Regions from separate parts of the Sus scrofa genome. Here regions 2 and 3 are each linked to region 1. A link is a contact called in public promoter capture Hi-C data. All regions are on one chromosome and are shown on one strand. The core of a region is the stretch at or near the end of the contact, and the rest is flanking DNA. Distances in the headings are between cores, read along the strand shown.

What was found. Promoter capture Hi-C pulls out the DNA fragments that hold promoters and counts their contacts.
Region 2: a contact with region 1 is called in a promoter capture Hi-C map of liver, with 5 times the contacts expected there. A contact is called at or near these places in 2 of 5 promoter capture datasets (fetal skeletal muscle and liver), 3 of 47 Hi-C or Micro-C datasets (embryonic fibroblasts, heart right ventricle and liver) and 1 of 2 datasets of targeted methods (alveolar macrophages).
Region 3: a promoter capture Hi-C map of liver shows a contact between it and region 1, with 5 times the contacts expected there. A contact is called at or near these places in 2 of 5 promoter capture datasets (fetal liver and liver) and 1 of 2 datasets of targeted methods (alveolar macrophages).

The regions. Positions count from the first base shown.
Region 1 is chr3:69,090,074-69,092,773 of Sscrofa11.1, forward strand. It overlaps DGUOK (deoxyguanosine kinase, mitochondrial), which reads right to left and starts at 1,293. Exons shown (of 6, transcript XM_021087369.1): 1 at 1,039-1,293.
Region 2 is chr3:68,882,046-68,884,745 of Sscrofa11.1, forward strand. BOLA3 (bolA-like protein 3) reads left to right here and starts at 1,402. Exons shown (of 4, transcript XM_003481180.4): 1 at 1,402-1,591. The coding sequence starts at 1,538.
Region 3 is chr3:68,851,147-68,853,846 of Sscrofa11.1, forward strand. It overlaps MOB1A (MOB kinase activator 1A), which reads left to right and starts at 1,323. Exons shown (of 6, transcript XM_021087363.1): 1 at 1,323-1,606. The coding sequence starts at 1,593.

The sequences.
Region 1 (2,700 bases), core at 43-2,542:
TTCTGTTCACTGCTGTGTCCTCAGGGACAAAACCACTGTGGGATTGTAGAAATTGCTCACAGGGCTATTTCTTGAATGCATAAAATGAGAAATTTTCAGTATGCTGCTAGAATGTCTTCAATACTTTACACTTGCTAATCCCTTTTCAGGGCTTAGCAGCTTAATAGGTAAAAGTCTTAAGTTAGAATTTAGTAACATTATATTGAAATGCTTTGCTTTCATTTTATTTAAGATCCAGTGGGTCTCTCACTGGATTGCCAGGTGAAATAAGGACACCCAGTTAAATCTGTATTTTAGTTTTTCTTTTCTTTTTTTTTAAGTGTATGTCCCAAATATTGCATGGGACACATACTAAAACATTATTCGTTATCTGAAACACTATTTTCAATGGGCATTCTTTTTTTCTCCCCTAAATCTGGCAATCTTATTATTACTATTATTATTATTTGTCTTTTTTTTTTTTTTTGCCTTTTCTAGGGCCGCACCTGCAGCATACGGAGTTTCCCAGGCTAGGGGTCTAATCGGAGCGGTAGCGGCCGGCCTACACCAGAGCCACAGCAACGCGGGATACGAGCCGCGTCTTCGACCTACACCACAGCTTATGAAAACGCCGGATCCCCAACCCACTGAGCGAGGCCAGGGATTGAACCCGCAACCTCATGGTTCCAAGTCGGATTCCTTAACAACTGAGCCACAACGGGAACTCCTAGCAACCTTATCTTAGGGGAAAAAAAAGAACTTGCACCCTGCTCCTTATTTCTATTTTGTTCTATCAAAACAAGCTAACTCTTGTCCTATCTGTGGACTGCGTGGCTTCTATGCCCCAATAAACGTGTCTCTGTGGGAGAGAACTGAGGCTTGACGCCTGAAAAATCAGAGTCAAAGGCCCAGAGTGCACTTAAGGGGAAAAGGCCTGGCAGCTCAGTCCGGCCACATCAGTCGGGGAGGGAGGGGGTTGCAAGCCCAGCTCCCTTTTGCAGCCTCTCAAGCACCTGCTCTGCGGAGGCCGAGGCTTGGCAGCTACTTTCTGGCCCTTACCAATGTTGCCTTCGATGGAGAGCCTTCGGGGCCCGCGCCCCGCGTGCAGACCCCTGGAGGGGGGCCCGCCCTTGACTGGGCTCTGAGCCATGGATTTGGAGGATGATCGCAGCAGCCTTAGATAGAGCCGAAGCGCGGTCATCACACCCACGATTCACGCAGCGATCACTTCCGCCGAGAGCCGTTCCGCCCCCGGTAGCGCAGTACACGCACTCCGGCGCGCCTTCTACGTCAGGCGATCGCCAGGCAGGAAGTGGGTGGGGTTGAGAGGACTGGAGGGGAGGGGCCAAAGGGAAGCTCTGTTCTCGCGATGTTCGTGGGAGGGTGTAACGAAAAGGAAGACGCCTGATGTAGGCAACGGGGAAGATTGCTGATGAGAGGTGCTGCTGTAGGATTTGCACCTTCTTTTTTGTTCACTGGACAAATAGCACTTAAAAAGAGACATAAATTAACGGTCTCAGCGCCTTTGCCTTTTTGTATCACTGTAACATAAATTTCACAACTGAAGACAAAAATAATTGTAATTTTAAGCGACTCCCCCACCCCCCGCCCCCACGTTGTCTGGTTTTTATTCTGACACAGGAAGAAGTTGGACGGTTTTCAGTAGGAAGAAGATGCAACCTGAAGATTTACACAAATTAACGTTTTCCCATGCCCTGTTAATTCGTGGCATAATGCTGGCACCTTTTTGAATACGTTAAATTCATCAACTACACCCCACCTCTTATTTTGCTTCTTGAATGGATAAACAAACTTTTGCCCCATCAATTTGCATAGTAGCCAAATATTCTGTAAGGATAAAGAGGGTGGAAGCTCAGGGACGCGTGTGGAACTCGTTTAAACCAGATAAACTGGGTTCTGTGGGCGTGAGCAATGGCGGAGGCGAGGTGGCTGGTGGGGATTCAGAATGGGATTTGTAAAAGCTTGGGAAAAGCCAGGATAAAGAGAGACTTTCTAATGCATAAATGTATAAAACTGGAATCCAGCAGTCGGTGGAGAATTGTGTTTTGCAGAAGGACAGGGACAATTCTGAGCTGCTGCCACCGGATGAGGCCCTAACAGGCTTTGTCCTGCCACACCCCATGGATGTAACGACTTTAGAACTAAGGATTTATGAAATGTTGTCAAATGATGCCTCCACCTTCCACAAGAGTCAAACCGGGAGGCAACAGGCAAACCAGCATTCTGGCAGCAATCTTAGATGAGGGAGGTTTTAGGAAACCATTCTGTTTGCCAGAATCAGTAGGGCGGGGCCAGTGACTGGGACAACTGTTTGCAAATCTGGCACAGGAATTTTTTCCTATATTAATGTTTATATGGGATGGCTGAAATGACATTAGTATACTATATTCCCATACAATCTAATTAAAAATAGAGTGTACATTTTATTCAGGATAGCCTGGGTGGGTCGCAGGCAGCTAAAGTCTATCCCATCCCCCACTCCCACTCCCACAGCTACTTCTGTGTAAGAATACTGCTTACCTTTCTTTCCTTTCCTTTCCTTTTTGTTTTTTTTCTTTCTGAGCCACAGCCACGGCATAGGGAAGTTCCTGGGTCAGGGGTCAGGAATTGAGTCCGGGCTGGAGCTGCAATCTACACCACAGCTTGTGGCAACGCTGGATCCTTAACCCATTGAGCAAGGTCGGGGATTAAACCGCATCC
Region 2 (2,700 bases), core at 152-2,651, 210 kb before region 1:
GGGAGTGGTATTTGAATTCTGCAAAACTGCTCAAGAGTGTGTGACAGGCTAATCTACTGTTGAAGCAGAACTGGGAGTCTTTACAACTGATTTACTATCTTTGCTGTTGTTACTTCTCTTGTCTGGTAAGAGTCCGTCTGTTCCCACATACTTCTGTTTCCCTAAGATCATTAATTACTGAGACCCAAGATCTAACCCTTGTGGCCAGGCTTAGATCACAAATGACAGGCTGAAAATGGCTTATGTCAAAAATCCATGCCTGGTTCTCTGTTTCCGGGACCTTCTACCTATCTGCTTACACAACCCATCCAAGTGCAGCAGTGAACATACTGATTGCATAGGCAAAATGCAAGAGTAAAAAGAGCTGGTTCATCCTTCACGGTATACCAGACCACATGCTATATGCACATACTGCTAGAGAGAGAAAGGGCTTGGTTGAATTTCTGCTTCGAACTGTCTGAAGTATTCCAGACATGGGGCAGATTTGCTGACAATCCGTCCCTGATAGTGTCAGCTTCCCCTGCATTCTCAAAATGCCAAGGTCTGTGACTCCAAGCCTCCACCTCTGCTGAGCCGTGTCCTGCAGGCACCTTAAACTGAGGCAAATTCAAAACCAAGTTAGTCAATCCCCATCATCCCACGCCTAGCCCTCCTCCATCTATCCAAGTCAGAAACCTGAGCCTCATCCCTGCCACCTTCAGCCCTGCTACTTTCAGCCGGTCACTCCAGTCCATTCCTCCCAGGTGTCTCAATCTACTCCTCCCATCCCTGCTACCAGGTCTCCCCTTGGGTCTCCCCTCTCCTTCGGAACAGAAGCTGGGACTTCTGTCCTCCTCTCCAATTTCAGCCCCCTACTGTCTCCGCTCCTCAGTGATCTTTCTAAAGCACAAATCTGACAATGACTCCCCTCTTTAGAATCCTTCCCTGGTTCCTTCCTGGAGGGAGAAACCCAAGACCCTCTGTTTTGTTTTGTGTTTTTGTTTGTCTTTCTGTCTTTTCTAGGGTCGCTCCTGTGGAATATGGAGGTTCCCAGGCTAGGGGTCTAATCTGCCAGCCTACACCTGAGCCACAGCAATGCGGGATCCCAGCCGCATCTGCGACCTACACCACAGCTCACGGCAACGCCGGATCCTTAACCCACTGAGCAAGGCCAGGGATCAAACCCGCAACCTCATGGTTCCTAGTTGGATTCGTTAACCGCTGAGCCACGACGGGAACCCCCAAGACCCTCCGTTTAACAGCAGGGTGTGGGGTGGTGAGTGGGCACAGCGGCGGTCCACTTAGGGCACCAGGGTCCTTGGGACGAGGGGAAGTCCGAAGGCTGCATGGAGCCCCGGGTACTGGCTCTGTCCCCAGCCTGGGCAGCGGAGGCTGCTCGCGAGAGAAGGCGGAGGGCGGGGCCCCGGGCGTGCGGGGCGGCTCCCGGCCTCCAGACGGCAGGGGGCGGCCTCGCCCACGGCGGAGGTGGCTCGGGTTCCGGGTTCCGCGCCTTTTGGGAGACTCGGCGACCTCGGGCGGCGGGCCGCGTCGGCCGGGCATGGCTGCTTGGAGCCCGGCCGCGGCAGCGCCTCTGCTCCGCGGGAGCCGCGGGGTGAGCGCGGGCGGGGGCCGGGCTGCTCTCGCCGGGGCGGGAGACCGCGGGGCGGGCTGCGGCCAGAGCTGGAGCACCCGCTCGCGGAGGGCGGCGCGCCGAGCCGGGGGCCTCCGCGTTCTTTCTCTCATCCGTTGGTTCGTTCATCCAGCGGGCCCGGCTACGCGTAGTCGAAGTGTCAGGCCCGGCGCGGGCTGGGGGAGCTCCCGCGAACAGGGCGGGGGTGGAGGGCGAGGGGAACGGATGCGCAAACATTCTGAATACGGCGGCCACGGACCAAGCAGTGTTGATTTACCAGAGACGTGGGAGGCATAGCCGGGAGTCGCGGCGTGCATGCCAGGGACTGTGGCTGGGTCTGGGCTCCAGAACGTCCGCCCGGCTTCTGTGACCTTGACCCTCCCCAAATCCCACACTCCCCTAGTAGCAAGCCCGCAGAGGGCACTCCCCACGCGCTCTCCGAATTTTCTCTCCCCCTTTCTGATTCATCCACTTCTTTGGCTTTCTTCTCACATTCTTTCTTCTTTTGAACCTGCCTCCCCCAGGCATGACGAGCAATTCTCCTGGTGACTTCCAGCCTGGACAGTCCGCATTCCGGAGATTTTTGTCAGTAGATTGCTAGGTTTTTAAAAGCCACTGCCTGCAGATAGCTGAGATGAGGGAAGGTTTCTCCCAAGGAGTCAGCAGTGCCAACCACCCTGACCCCTTAGTGATTGCTTCTTCCGAGCCACCTGGTTACCCTCTGCCTTTGTCCCCCAGGGCACTGGCTTCAGGAGAGGTCCTAACCCCCCCACCCCATCTTACCCAGGCCCACAACATCAAGTGTCTGTCACATACAGCACTCAGTCTCCCTCCCAAGTCAGATCTTTCTCCTGACCTGCATTTCTGCTAAGTGTTAGAATCGAGATTTCTTTGCTGGTGATCCATAGGTATGCCCTGAATCACGTGGTTCTTCCCCTGTTCATTGATTCATTCATTCATCCATCACCCACATCTTCCGGAGGGCCTGCCCTGGGCAGTTCTGGAAGACTGCAGAACAGGACAGACTCAGTCTTGGCCTCTGAGACCAGTTGGTGAAAGAGTTAGTGCACAGGGCATTTAAAGGAGGTGAT
Region 3 (2,700 bases), core at 73-2,572, 240 kb before region 1:
GGCCTGAGGCAACTTAAAGGAAGAGAGAGATAAATTTGTTTCAAATAGCCAATAAGCACTTGAAAAGATTCTTAACATCAGCCAACAGGGAAATGCAAATCAAAATCTGGAGCTACCACTTCGCACCCACGAGAACGGCTATAATAAAAAAGATACACAGTAACAAATGTTATCAAGGATGTGGAAATAGCAAAACCCTCAGTTATTCGCCAGTGGAAGGTAAAATAGTGCATCCAATTTAGAAAACAATCTGGCAGTTCCCCCCAAAGATAAATACATAGTTAGTATATGACCCAGTCATTCCCAGGCACATACCCAAGAGAAAAGAACACATTCATCCACACAAAATCCCACAGAGGAATGTTCCTAATGGCCTTATTCCTAATAGCCCCAAGCTGGAAACAACCACAAAGTCCATCAACAGATGAATGGATAAACAAAATGTGGTATATTTATACAATGGAATAGTGCTCATAATAAAAAATGAATGAAGAACAGATACCTGCTACAACAAGGATGAATCTTTCTATTTTTTCTTTTTAGGGCCATACCTGCGACACATGGAAGTTCCCAGGCTAGGGTTGAATCAGAGCTGCAGCTGCCCACCGGACTAGGCCACAGCCACAGCAATGCAGGATCCAACCGGTATCTGCAACCTACACCGCAGCTTGTGGCAACCCCACATCTTTAACCCACCAAGCGAGTCCAGGGATGGAACTCTCATCCTCATGCACACCATGCTGGGTTCTGACCTGCGGAGCTAACACAGGATCTCCAACATGGATGAATCTTGATAACATGATCAGGTAAAAGAAACTAATCACGAAGATTGTGCACATATTGTACAATTCCACTTATTTGAAATATCCAGATTAGGCAAACTCATATAAAAAGGTAGACTAGATGTCGCCAAGGGATGGGAGTAGGGAGGAATGGTGAGCGACTGCTAATGGGTACCCGTTTCCTTTGGAAGTGATGGGAAAATGTTCTAGAAATAGGTAATTGTTACCGCTCTACAAGTCCGAATATGTGGGAAAACCACTGAAGCATATTTTTAAAAACGGCGAATTTTATGCTGTGTAAATTACATCTCAACTTAAAAAATCAAATTAACGTTAAGTAAAAAATTTCGCACACATAGCCATCTGACATCTAGATAACTGGGACAAAATAGAGCTGCTTCAACCTGGACCACGCACATCAGCATCGCAGGCAGAGGATTCCAAGTCCAGGGCAACTTGTTCAGCGGAAGTCCCGGCGTAAAGGTCCCTGATTGGCTCAGGTGGAGGAGCCGGCCCAAGGAAAAGGGGCGTGCCGAGTCCCTCTCGGTGGGGCGGGGCTGAACGAAGCTTTCGCTCGCGAGATTTTGCTGGTTCCGCATTTCGGGTCCGTAAAGTCGGGGAGGAAGGCGAGGCGGGTGCAGTAGTTCGCACCTGCTTGCAGCGGCTTGACCCCGGCTGCGAGCTGCAGCGTCGCGGGCATCCGCTGTCCGCCGGCTGAGGACCTTCGGATCCCCCTCAGTCCCGCGCGGACTCCGAATCCTGACCTCGGCGGGGGCGAGCGGCCCCTCCCCTCCGCTCTGAGGATAGAAGATGAGCTTCCTCTTGTGAGTGTGGCCCGGCCCAGGGCTTCAGGGTTGAGGGGGCTGAGGGCCGAGGTCGTGGAGGGGGCCAGTGGGAGCCTGAGGAGAGGGCGGGTCCCGGGGTCGGGGCTGGCGTACCCGGCTCTTGCTTTGCCACCGCTCGGGGTCGCAGGGAAGCCTGGTTGTGGTCAGAGGCAGACGGAGGTGAAGGTCGAGGCAGAGGAAGCGGAGCGAGAAAGTTGGGGAGTAGGAAGGCCCCGAGGCCGGCGGCGCCGCCGAAACTTTTCCGCCCGAGTGCGCCTGAGGGCAGAGGGATGATCTAGGGGCGGAGCCATGGGCCCCGCTTGGGGCTTCCAATTTTTCTCCGGTCTCCAGCCTTTTGGTAACGATCCATACAGATTTGGCTTTTTACTCTACTATACGTCCCCCTTTATTGTCATCAGTATTCGGTTACCCCCGCGGAAAATGTGGAGTGCCGCAGTTTGAGAAGCTGAAAGTTAAGCTGGCGGCCTTGTGTCCAAATTCTGATCCAGCCCACTTTGTGAATTTGTATAATTAGCTAACTGCGTTTTAACTCGGTAGACTCTTATTTTAGAGATAACGTCTGGGCGCAAGTGCGGCTTAAATGGGAAAGTGTAACTCTGATGATTCTTAAGCACATTTAGCTTTGAGAAGCATTGCTCTAGCACCTTACGTGTTATTCTCAGGGGGCTCTTATTATTTTGCTTTAACATGTCTTGTATGAGCAAATACATATCCATTTTTAGTTATGGGCATTACCCACGTACTTGGCATTTTTTCCAAGTTTTATTAAATTACATAGTGTTTCATAACTACAGTTTACCCCATTTATTGTGAGAAATTTGGATTCTTTCTAATACTTTGCAGTTATAAAATAGCACTACTAAGAGTATCTTTGTCTAAATCGCTTTTTCCCTCTTTGGATTTTTTTTAAAGTATGATCACCATATCAAAAAATCCGATTTATATTTTAAAGTTTCCTTATTACTAGACCGTTATCTACCCCCTCCTTCCGGTCTTTTTCTTCTTTTAATGTTTAGTTAATTGTTTGTGGATGCACAATTCTTATTTGCTTTTTGGACCTAAATGTGAGGCTG